Regions from separate parts of the Macaca fascicularis genome. Here region 2 is linked to region 1. Evidence: chromatin contacts called from public Hi-C data. All regions are on one chromosome and are shown on one strand. The core of a region is the stretch at or near the end of the contact, and the rest is flanking DNA. Distances in the headings are between cores, read along the strand shown.

Region 1 (5,725 bases), core at 878-3,377:
TTTGGCCAATTAAGTGACCTAAATATCTAAGGTGGGCCTCATTTATGGAGACTGAAGGAGCTGGGATCAGAACTCTGGGTAAGAAATTGCTCCTGGGGAAAAGAGAGGAAGCTTTTGCAAATGTCTGAATAGGTTTCAGAACATGGGGCCAAAGATGACCTTGTGAGAGTGAAAATGCAAATCAACTGCAATATGCAAATCAAGTCACCCAAACTAATTAGAAAATACTGGTTGCCGGGTGCAGTGGCTCACACCTGTAATCCCAGCACTTTGGGAGGCCGAGGTGGGCAGATCACAAGGTCAGGAGTTCAAGACCAGCCTGGCCAACATGGTGAAACCACGTCTCTACTAAAACTACAGAAATTAGCCGGACGTGGTGGTGGGCACCTGTAATCCCAGCTACTCGGGAGGCTGAGGCAGGAAAATTGCTTGAACCCGGGAGGCAGAGGGTGCAGTAAGCTGAGATCGCACCACTGCACTCCAGTGTGGATGCAAAGCAAGACTCTGTCTCAAAAAAAAAAGAAAGGGACACTTGTAATCATAACCCAGAATTTCTGATCAGTTCTCTCACTGGATAGTTCCAGCCCCTCTGAGAGGTCCCTGTTTCTGTTTAGAGTGAAACAAGGTGCTCTGGGCCTGACTCTCCTAGAGATCAAAGGAGATGTTGGATTATGAGTTAATCCCTTTGAAACTCTTAGCACAGTGCCTGGTATGTATAACAGATATTAGGTATTCTCTTCTCCTTGGAAACGCTCTCAGGGATGCGGGAGGACATGGTGGGGGTAGCTGACAAATGAGCAGAGGAAAACCTGTTTAGACAGGGGACACACGGTGGTAATGATGGGCCTGTTCCCTCCTCCCAGCTTAGCTGAGTGTGATGTGTTCATGGCATTCCCATGGATCCTCAAGATGCACGAAACAGCTCAGTTTGCCTGGGCTATTAAGCTAGAGGCTAAAAAGGGGCTTCCCTGACTCTCAAGCATTTGGTACTCCTTCAAAACCTCAGACTGTGGCAGAAGTTCCTGCTTGTGGGGAGGTTGGACAGGATGACGAAAGGTCCCTTGCATCTAACCATTTCCCCTGGACTGCGTCCCCTCCCCACAGATCCCTAGTCCCTTGAAGCCATGCGAGGTCCAACCTGTAAAGTTGTTGGAGATTCTGCAATCCCCACCGGGGCAGCAGTCTTGGAAGCTGCAGTACCACGTGGTCAGGAGATCCAAGTACCGCTGGCCCAACAGGGAAAGGCGCCAGCCTGGAAAAGGAAGAGCTGTGAGACCGAGAGGAGACCATCCGGAGCTCGACAGTGATGCGGCAACGTTGCCACACAATTTGTCAGGGACAGAGCGACACCCAGAACTCAGATTCCAACTGCCAGCCCCAGCTCAGCCCACTGTCGGTCCTCAAGCCCTGCGTCCAAAAGCAGCAAGGGAGACGGCAGTCACCAGGCATGTCCACAGCGGACGCTGTCAAGAGCAGCACCTTCGAATAACGCCAGGGTGGGCTGGGAGACGGCACAGGCGGTGCAAGCGAGTCTGGAAAGCGCGGGGATGAGGGGCGGCAGGGGACGGGCAGCCAGGCCGCAGGGGGCGGCACCGGGGATGCGAGTGGGGCCGGAGCGGTGATGGGGCTCCCTGCTCCGCGGAGGCTGCCCCCGCCTACAGCCGGTACCGGCGGCTGAGCGGAGCAGAACTGCGGGCCCTGACGTCGCCCGGGGGCAGGAGCGAGGCGACCACAGCCGCGCCCGGATCGCACTCTGCTCCGCAGCGAACGGCGGGCCGCGGGGACGGGGTCTTACCCAGGGGCCTCGCGGCTGCCTCCTCGTCCTCGTCACAGTCGTCCGGCCACACCTGGCAGCTGAAGAGCGTCCAGTACCGCTTGGAGAGGGCGCCGGCCGCCCTGAGCTGCTCCTGCAGGCGCTGGAAGCCCGGCCAGGCCCAGGCCGAGCCCGGCTCGTCGGTTCCCTCCCACGGCCTGGAGGTGCCGCGGGGCTCAGGCGCGCCCGGGAGCAGCAGCAGCAACAGCAGCAACAGGAGAAAGAGCCAAAGCTGGCGCCACGAGCCGCGAAGCATGGCCGGCCCCAAGCTGCGGGACCTTCTGGCTGCCGGCCTAGCCAGGCTCCCTTAAGCCGGGGGCTGTCGGGCGGGGACCGCACTTCCGAGGCGGGAGTGAACCCGGGATTGGTGTTGCTCTGGCGACCGGCGGGCCGGGCTGAGTGCGCACTGGCAGCCTCCGTACACGTGACCCAGGCGGGAACCCGAAACCCTGGCGGGGGTCCTGAGAGGCAGTCCGGAGACTGACTTCAGGCAAGGTGCAACTAAATGGCTTCCTGGAAGCAGTTTATTCTGGGTCGTGATTGTGGTTGCAAAGGTGAAATCAGGCTTTGAAATGGCCACTGTCAATCACTCGGCTAGGACTTTCGGACGGACCTGGTGGCCCATCAGAGGCCTACCGAATAAGGACACTCCTGCTCTGCCTCGCGTTTGCAGATCAACTTCTCGCCAACCTGTTAGAGGAAGCCGGGACACCGTCTCAGCCAGGAGCATTAGGCAGGCCAGGAGAGTCAGCTGAGTGAAGAGGCCCTGGAAAGAAGGGCGCAGCTGGGTGCCTGTCTGGCCGAGGTTGCCCTGGCTCCTCCGCAGAGGGAAATGAAACCGCAGCAAAACACCAGCAGGTTTCCACAGTTTGGGAGTCCACGAAAAGCAAGAGGAAGCTGATTGACGGGCCCCAGTCTGGAAGTGTTTGGATTTTGGAAACCCCCCGAGTCACGGGTAAATCATAAGGCGTCATGTCAATGTAATTATATCTCATAAAAAGGTGAAGTACTGTGTGCACTTTCTTGACTAGGTTTGCAACTTTCAAGTGCTGGGGCTGAGTAGCCCATCCGACACCACTGGCAAAAGACTACAGGCCTCTTTCCCTCAGCGCTCTATTCTCCATAGCGAGCAGCTTGGAACAAGGCTGTTAGATTTCAGAAGAGCTTAATGCATTGTTTAAAATCACCTGGCTTACTTCAGCCAATGGCCAAAAAGCCATCTTGTCTTAGGAGAAAACTGCTGTCTAGAGAGATCAGAGGACTTGGCTAATGTCGTCATGTTTAGTGGCTTTGAGGGTGGGCCCTCCAGACAGCAAGGTGAATCTGAGCACCATGTGTCACAAATGTCACAGGCAACTTGACTCATCTCTTCACCCCCGTCTCTTAGATCACACCCAGTGCCAGGTCTGCTCCATTCTCAGCAGCACACCAAATTTGCGCCTTTCATTCAAACAGCTACAGAAACTAGACAAGCACCTTTGCTGGACACAAGGTTGAGATGAAAAGTAAAATGTTCGTAGTGTCTCAGCCATTCGGTGTGATGTCAAAAACTTTTCAGAGAAGCAGCCATGGCACCAGCCCAGCACTGTGTACATTAAGCTTGTGGAGTCCACCAGAGACAATTAACAGCACATACACCACAGTGCTTACTGGAAAACCAAACAAATTAGGCCGGGTGCGGTGGCTTAGGCTTGTAATCCTAGTACTTTAGAAGGCCGAGGAGGGCGGATCACCCGAAATCAGGAGTTCGAGACCAGCCTGGCCAACATGGCGAAACCCAGTCTCTACTAAAAATACAAAAATTAGCGGAGTGTGATGGCGCGCATCTGTAATCCCCGCTACTCAGGAGGCTAAGGCAGGAGAATGGCTTGAATCCAGGGCGCGGAGGTTGCAGTGAGCCAAGATCGTGCCACTGCACTCCAGCCTGGGTGACAGCACAAGACTCCATCTCAAAAAAAAAAAAAATTAACTCACTCAACAAATGTCGCTTCAGTCTGAATGGCAGTCTATCATAGTGATTACCATTTTCTATTTGTGCAACCCTGTGTGTTACTGAACGGTCCCACGCCTGTTTCCTCACCTATAAAAAGGGATAATAAAATAGTCCCCTCATAGGGCTGCTGTGAAGATTAAATGAGCTCATTCAATGAGCACATCATCAACACTCAATATGTGGCCACTTTTATTTTTGTATCTACCCAGCCCTGGAGGAGGCTCTGGGTGGTCTACACAGGAGGTGAGGATGGCTTTAGTTAATACTGGTGAAGTTTATAAGTGAATTTATGGTGAAAAAATTAATAGTAACAATTGTTTATTAAAACAATCCAAGTTTTAAGATTTTGTGGAAACAATTATCTTTGCTTGGAACTTTCGTGTAGGGCTACCTCCTCATTTCTGAGATGTTCTGACTTGGATTTAGCATCCCATGGTAAATAAAGTAGGTTAGCTGGGAAGTTCTTCGACAACCGACTTGATTTCAAGACATTTTTATTATTTATTTATTTAGAGACGGAGTCCTGCTCTGTCACCCAGGCTGGAGTGCAGTGGTGCAATCTTGGCTCACTGCAAGCTCTGTCTCCCTGGTGCAAGCGATTCTTCTGCCTCAGCCTCCTGAGTAGCTGGGATTACAGGCGTTCAGCACCACGCCCCGCTAATTTTTTTTTTTTTTCCTGTATTTTTAGTAGAGACGGGGTTTTGCCATGTTGGCCAGGCTGGTGTTGAACTCCTGGCCTCAAGTGATCTGCCCGCCTCAGCCTCCCAAAGTGTTGGGATTACAGGCGTGAGCCACCACGCCCGGCTGACATTTTTCGCTATAAAAAAAAAAAAAAAAAGAAGTAAACAGTTTTTCACCAGTCAGTCCCGTGTAGAAACAATAAATCCAAACACCAGTTTCTAGACAAGTCTCTTGAGTATTTCAATAAATACTCCTTTTGGTCTCAGGGCTTGAAGGCTGTGCTCATTTTAAAGGTCTGGGAGCAGTATCGTGGATGATGGGGACATCTAGAGACTGTTGGGAAAACTACAGACAGCTATGATTCTTTAGCAAGCATTACGGTGCTACTCAAGAGTGGTTCCAGAACCCCAGCACTGGCATCACCCAGGAGAGCTTGACAGAAATGCAGAATCTCAGGCCTCAGACATACTGAATCAAAACCTGCACTTTTAAAGTCTTTCTGTGCAGGGAGCCGTGGCTCATGCCTGTAATCCCAGCACTTTGGGAGGCTGAGGCAGGAGGGTCGCTTGAAGCCAGAGTTTGAGATCAGCCTGGGCAATAAGGCTAGATCCCTTGTCTCTCTACCAAAAATAAAAATAAAAAATAAGCTGCATGTGGTGGTGCACGCCTGTAATCCTAGCTACTTGAGAGGCTGAGGGAGGAGGATTGCTTGAGCTCAGGAGTTTGAGACTGCCAATGAGCTATGATTGTGCCATTGTACTCCAGCCTGCAACGGAGCAAGACTGTCAATCCAAAAAAAAAAAAAAAAAGCCTAAGGCCAAATTGGCACACAACACCTTTATTGATATCATCTGAGTATGACCTAGCCTTACAATAGACATCTTCCCAACCCCGCCGAAGGCAGTCAGAACCATCTGCCTTGGAAACACTCTGGGTCAAAAGCAAGTCTCGGCCGGGCACGGTGACTCATGCCTGTAATCCCAGCACTTTGGGAGGCTGAGGCACTTGAGGTCAAGCACTTGAGACCAATCAGCCTGACCAATATGGAGAAACCCCGTCTCTACTAAAAATATAAAAATTAGCCAGGCGTGGTGGCACGTGACTGTCGTCCCAGCTACTTGGGAGGCTGAGGCAGGAGAATTGCTTGAACCTGGGAAGCGGAGGTTGCAGTGAGCTAAGACCGCGCCATTGCACTCCAGCCTGGGTGTTGGAGCGAGATTCGGTCTCAAAAACAACAA
Region 2 (5,725 bases), core at 1,791-4,290, 270 kb before region 1:
TGTTCCCCATTACTCTACATATGTACATACAAACCTTCGGGGTTTTAATTTTCTTAGGAGGCAGTAAGTTTTCAGGACAAGGACCAGCACTGGCCGCATAGGTCAGAGAAAGAAGAACTTCTTTAGGAATGAACTCATTCAGAAGGGAAGTAGGAAGGGGTTTTGAACGATCCACCATGTTTTTTTTCTCCTTTAGCTCAGGAAGTCCTAAGTAAGTAGTGGAAAAGAAAAGCTCTTACTATATATATATTTTTTTAAGCTAGATGGAGCTTCTCAGACTGCCTCATCAATCCCATCTATTTGTTTCTAACAGGTAGAAACATTGCTTCTATTTGACAAGGATAGTAACAAATAATATTTAAAACAGTGAACATCATCTAGTCAAGGAAAATAACACTCATCTTGCCTACCCTACTCACATTACATCACAGTTTCAAAAACTCAGGTACTAAGACGAACCTGCATGATTCTCAATTCAAAGTTGAAAACTAAACTCATTTCACTTGCTCAGATAACTGGGTGAGCCTTAAGAAGATAGGAATGAATGTCTATCTTCCCTTTCATATGAAAATCACAACTCTCTCCCCGCAAGCTCTTAAATTATTTAGTAATTTTTTTCTTACATGAATTCAAAGGTGAGAATAATTGCATTAAATCCAGGCATTTATAGAGTGGAAAGGATCTGGGTTGGGCTTCAAAGTAAAAATGGAACTGGGATTGTTGCAAATGAGAGTGGAACAATCTGAGCTGACAAATCTGTGGAATGGGAACTGTAAAAAGAGTGTTCTACCCTGCTTGACTAGGGCAGGGGAGTAATACAGGCAGGTAGTTGGGCTTATATATAGGAAAAGCCCTCCTATGAAGTCAGGTAGAGTTGAGTTTTTATTATTCTTAATCTATGCCCCTAACACGGTATGGTTTACGTTTATTTCTATAAGGAGGCATCATGCTTTGATTACTGTCAAAAGTTGTTAGAGTCTGCATTACCAAATCTCCCACGAGCTTGAGATCAAAAGAAACAGAAAAAAAAAAAAGTTGGGTGGGGCTTGGGGCTTTAGTACAAGGGGCAGGTGAGATGTGAAAAGCTTTAACAGAACAGGGGGTAAGGATAACACTAGCTGACTCTAGTACAGATTCGCATATGAATGAAAATCTTAAGGAATTACTCTAATTTAGAAAAATTACTAAAAGCTAATACAAATTGCCACGTTGTACTAAATTGCGTTTTTCTTATCTCTGCTATTGCTTTTTATTGTTTGTTTTATTTATTTGAGACTGACTCTACCTCTGTTGCCCAGGCTGGAGTGCAGTGGCAAGATCTTGGCTCACTGCAACCTCTGCCTCCCGGGTTCAAACAATTCTCCTGCATCAACCTCCTAAGTAGCTGGGATTACAGGCGCGTGCCACCACACCTGGCTAATTTTTGTATTTTTAGTAGAGACAGGGTTTCATCATGTTGTTCAGGCTGGTCTCAAACTCCTGACCTCGTAATTTGAGACGGAGTCTCGTTCTGTCCCCAGGCTGGAGTGCAGTGGTGCAATCTCGGCTCACTGCAACCTCCGCCTCCCGGGTTCAAGTGATTCTCTCCTGCCTCAGCCTCCTGAGTAGCTCTACAGGGGCGCACCACCAAGCCCGGCTAATTTTTATATTTTTAGTAAACAGGGTTTCACCATGTTGGCCAGGATGGTCTCAATCTCTTGACCTCGTGATCCGCCAGCCTCGGCCTCCCAAATGGGATACAGGCGTGAGCCACCGCGCCCGGCCTATTTATTTGAGATGGAGTCTTGCTCTGTCTCCCGGACTGGAATGCAACGGCACAATCATGGCTCACTGCAACCTCACCTCCTGGGTTCAAGCAATTCTCCTGCCTCAGCCTCCGGAGTAAGCTGGGACTACAGGTGAGAGCCACCATGCTCGGCTAATTATGGTATTTCTAGTAGTGACGGGGTTTCATCATATTGTCCAGGCTGGTCTCGAACTTCTGACCTCAAGTGATCGGCCCACCTCGGCCTCCCAAAGTGCTGGGATGACAGGCGTGAGCTACCGCGCCTAACCTCACTATTACTTTTTCAAAGTTCCTTAAAACCAAAGACCAGGAACCAAAAAAAAATACAACTATTGATATTTAAAATAGGGTGAATTTAAAACCATATATAAATCAACATTTGAAAAAAATTATAAACAGTATTTAGATGGAGTAGTGAAACAGGACTCTGACTCAAAATACAGTAAAAGGAATGACTTCTTGCTTTATTTAAGCAAGCGTGTTAGAAAAATGTAGCCAATCAAGGTATTCTGAGTATCAGATTTAAAAAACCGGTGAATGGAAGGTGATTTCTGTCTTACGGCCATGACTGTTTATGACTTCAGAATCATCGAAGTTTACCTCTCGTCCCTTCCGTGGCTACAGACACTAACTTTTTGCTCTCAGACGTTGATGCAGAGTTTAGCGGGGTGGAGGGCGTTTTCGGGAGAGACATAATAAACAATGCCTCCTATCTCTTTACTAATTTGAAATAGTCCTCCGGAAAGCTAATTTAGACACAAATCAGCGCCGCACTGGGACTACTTGCAGGCTGCCACATAATCCTGCAGGGAGAGGAAAAAAGAAAAAAAAGAAAGAAAAAAGATGACACCCATTGAGTATTTAGGTTCAGATCGTAGTTTAGAATTCATCTAGCATGGTTTTCCTTCTTCGGGGCGACCTCTATGTTCTGGGGTTATCTGTTGCGACTGAGAGGCCTTAGTGGACCGTCAGGTCAGGGTCAGGGAGCAGGGCAGGAAAGACCCGCTTGGCGGACCCGCAGACCGCCGGCACCCCTGGTGGGCGACACTCGCTGCAGGCGGCTCGGCTGGGGACCCCAACCTTCCCCACAGGCAGCGTTCTCGCGCGCCAGTTCCACAAACTCGGGAGTTGGGCAGGCCTCGCACTGTTTCTTGGTTAAAAATGACTGGAAAGGGACACCCGCTATCCTACCCACACATTGCGTACCCCGCCAGCATCCGGTCACTACCTCCTTTGCTGGAACGCCTGTTTGTCGTCATAGAAACCCAGGACCCCGAGGTTTAGCGCCCTCGATAGGGGCTGCCTTCAGCGGTGCCGGCGGAGGAGGCAGACAGCTAAGACAATCCCTACAGCCTCTCGGAGTTTCTTGTGTTCTAAATAGCAGCATAGGTTCAGTAGCAAAGAAGAAAAACGTTTAATCCGGCCGTTGTCACGGAATCCGAAAGTGTCTCACCCCGGGGCTTCCTGCTGCGGGCCAGGCCAGTGCGCAGGCGCCGGCGGGGGTTAGCCCGAGGGGTCTACACCTGTAGCCAGTGATGCACGCGGGTTCAAGCAAGGGTCTTCTAAGAGTTGTTTCCATCTTTCTAGGTCTCTTTTTTGTTGCTTTGCATATTTTTCTTTCTTTTTCCTTCCTTCTTTCCTGCCTTCCGTCCTTTTTCCTTTTTCCTGAGACGGAGTTTCGCTCTTGTCGCCCAGGCTGGAGTTCAATGGCGCGATCTCAGCTCACTGCAACCTCCATCTCCTGGGTTCAAGCAATTCTCCTGCCTCAGCCTCCCAAGTAGCTGGGATTACAGGCACACGCCACCATGCCCGGCTAATTTTGTATTTTGTTTTTGTTTTTGTTTTGTTTTGTTTTGAGACGGAGTCTCGCTCTGTTGCCCAGGCTGGAGTGCAGTGGTGCGATCTCGGCTCACTGCAACCTCCACCTCCCGGGTTCAAGCGATTCTCCTGCCTCAGCCTCCTGAGTAGCTGGGACTACAGGCGCGGTACACCATGCCCGGCTAATTTTTGTATTTTTAGTAGAGATGGGGTTTCATCATGTTGGCCAGGCTGGTCTCAAACTCCTGACCTCGTGATGCGCCCGCCTCGGCCTCCCAAAGTGCTGGGGTTATAGGCATGAGCCCCCGCGCCTGGACATTTTGCGTATTTTTCTAAAAACCAGACTCAGGGGGGATGTTGGTTAATAAACTCTGGGTCCCTTACTGGGTAAGCCGTTCGGTGCTTTACATTCGGTCACGTCTTCCTTGGACCCTTAAAGGCCTCCCTTCAGAGCACAAGGAAGGCCTCCTGGGTCCAGATTTTTCACCCCCTTGGGGCCGGGAAGGAGGATTGAAGTTAGGTGGAACCAGCTCAGGCATAATTGTCGGGAAGTCTGGCGTAAAAACCTGACCTCAGGAAAGAATACCATCATTTTTAGTAGAGACGGGGTTTCTCCACGTTGGTCAGGCTGGTCTGGAACTCCCGACCTCAGGTGATCCTCCCGCTTCGGCCTCCCAAAGTGCTGGGATTACAGGCATGAGCCACCGCGCCCGGCCATGGCATAATTTCATATTAAGGCAGAGATTTAGTGCCAAATAATGAACTGCCGGGAGAAGCCCAGCGTCTAGTTGCTTCCAGACGGGCAGAAAACTATCTTATTCAATAACTATATTCCTTAGCACCAACTACAATGCCTGGACAAACATGAAAATCGGTTGGACAGTTCTCTTTTGTGTTGACAGAATTGTGCTGTGGTATGGTGATCATACATAATGTCAGAGGAGTTTGAACCACAGCAACTCCATCTTGAATAGGAGCTGGGTAAAATAAGGCTGAAACCTACTTGGCTGCATTCCTAGATGGTTAAGGCATTCTAAATCACAGGATTAGATAGCAGGTCATAAAGACCTTGCGATAAAACAGGTCGCAGTAAAGAAGCCGGCTAAAACCCACCAAAAACTAGATGGCCACGAGAGTGACCTCTGGTTGTCCTCACTGCTATCCTCCCACCAGCGCCATGACAGTTTACAAATACCATGGGAATGTCAGGAAGTTACCCTATAAGGCCTAAAAAGGGGAGGAATGAATAATCCACCCCTTTGTTTAGCATATCAAGAAAGAACCATAAAAATGTGTAACCAGCAACCCTCAGGGCTGCTCTATGGAGTAGTCATTATTTATTCCTTTATTTTCCTAATGAACTTGCTTTGCACTGTGGACTCGCCCTGAACCCCCTTTCCTGTAACAATATGATTTACTGAGACTGGAAACAAAGGAGGAAGACCAGATTTGGAGGAGGACTTTGGAGAAGGATCCGTTTAGGACTTGTGGATATGTTAAGTTTGCAGTAAGACTGAGATATCTGGGTGGAAATGAGGAGTAACTATTTGATTATACATTAATACATGGGTCTGAAGCTCTCAGCAAAGGCCTGTGTTAAAGTTGAATGGATAAGGCAGGGCGTGGTGGCTCATGTCTGTAATCCTAGCACTTTGGGAGGCTGAGGTGGGTGGATCATTTGATGTCAGAGACCAGCCTGATCAACATGGTGAAACCCTGTCTCTCTACCAAATACAAATACCAAATACAAAAATTAGCCCGGCGTGGTGGCACATGCATGTAGTCCCAGCTACTCGGGAGGTTGAGACAAGAGAATCGCTTGAAGCCGGGAGGTGGAGGTTGCAGCGCCATCACATTCCAGTCTGGGCGACAAGAGTGAAACTCCCTCTCAGAAAAAAAAAAAAAAAAAAAAAAGGTTGGATGAGTGGCTGGGTGTGTTGGCTCATGCCTGAGTAATCCCAGCACTTTGAGAGGCTTAGGCTAGAGGATGGCTTGAGGCCAGGAATTTGAGACCAGCTTGGACAACACGGCAAGACCCCATCTCTACAAAACAAAACAAAAAAAGTTGAATAGATGAGGCATAAACAAAAACAGTACTATCACTATCAAAAAATACAGTTG

The links. A called contact is a pair of places that touch in the nucleus more often than the background predicts.
Region 2: a contact with region 1 is called in a Hi-C map of liver, with 3 times the contacts expected there. The contact joins the promoter of AXDND1 here to the promoter of TOR3A in region 1. A contact is called at or near these places in 2 of 2 Hi-C or Micro-C datasets (liver and skeletal muscle).

Annotation. Positions count from the first base shown.
Region 1 is chr1:36,590,860-36,596,584 of T2T-MFA8v1.1, reverse strand. It overlaps TOR3A (torsin family 3 member A), which reads right to left and starts at 2,127. Exons shown (of 7, transcript XR_012428013.1): 1 at 1,796-2,127; 2 at 1,139-1,252.
Region 2 is chr1:36,864,261-36,869,985 of T2T-MFA8v1.1, reverse strand. It overlaps AXDND1 (axonemal dynein light chain domain containing 1), which reads right to left and starts at 3,040. Exons shown (of 25, transcript XM_065532054.2): 1 at 3,015-3,040; 2 at 2,387-2,589; 3 at 35-207. The coding sequence starts at 2,480.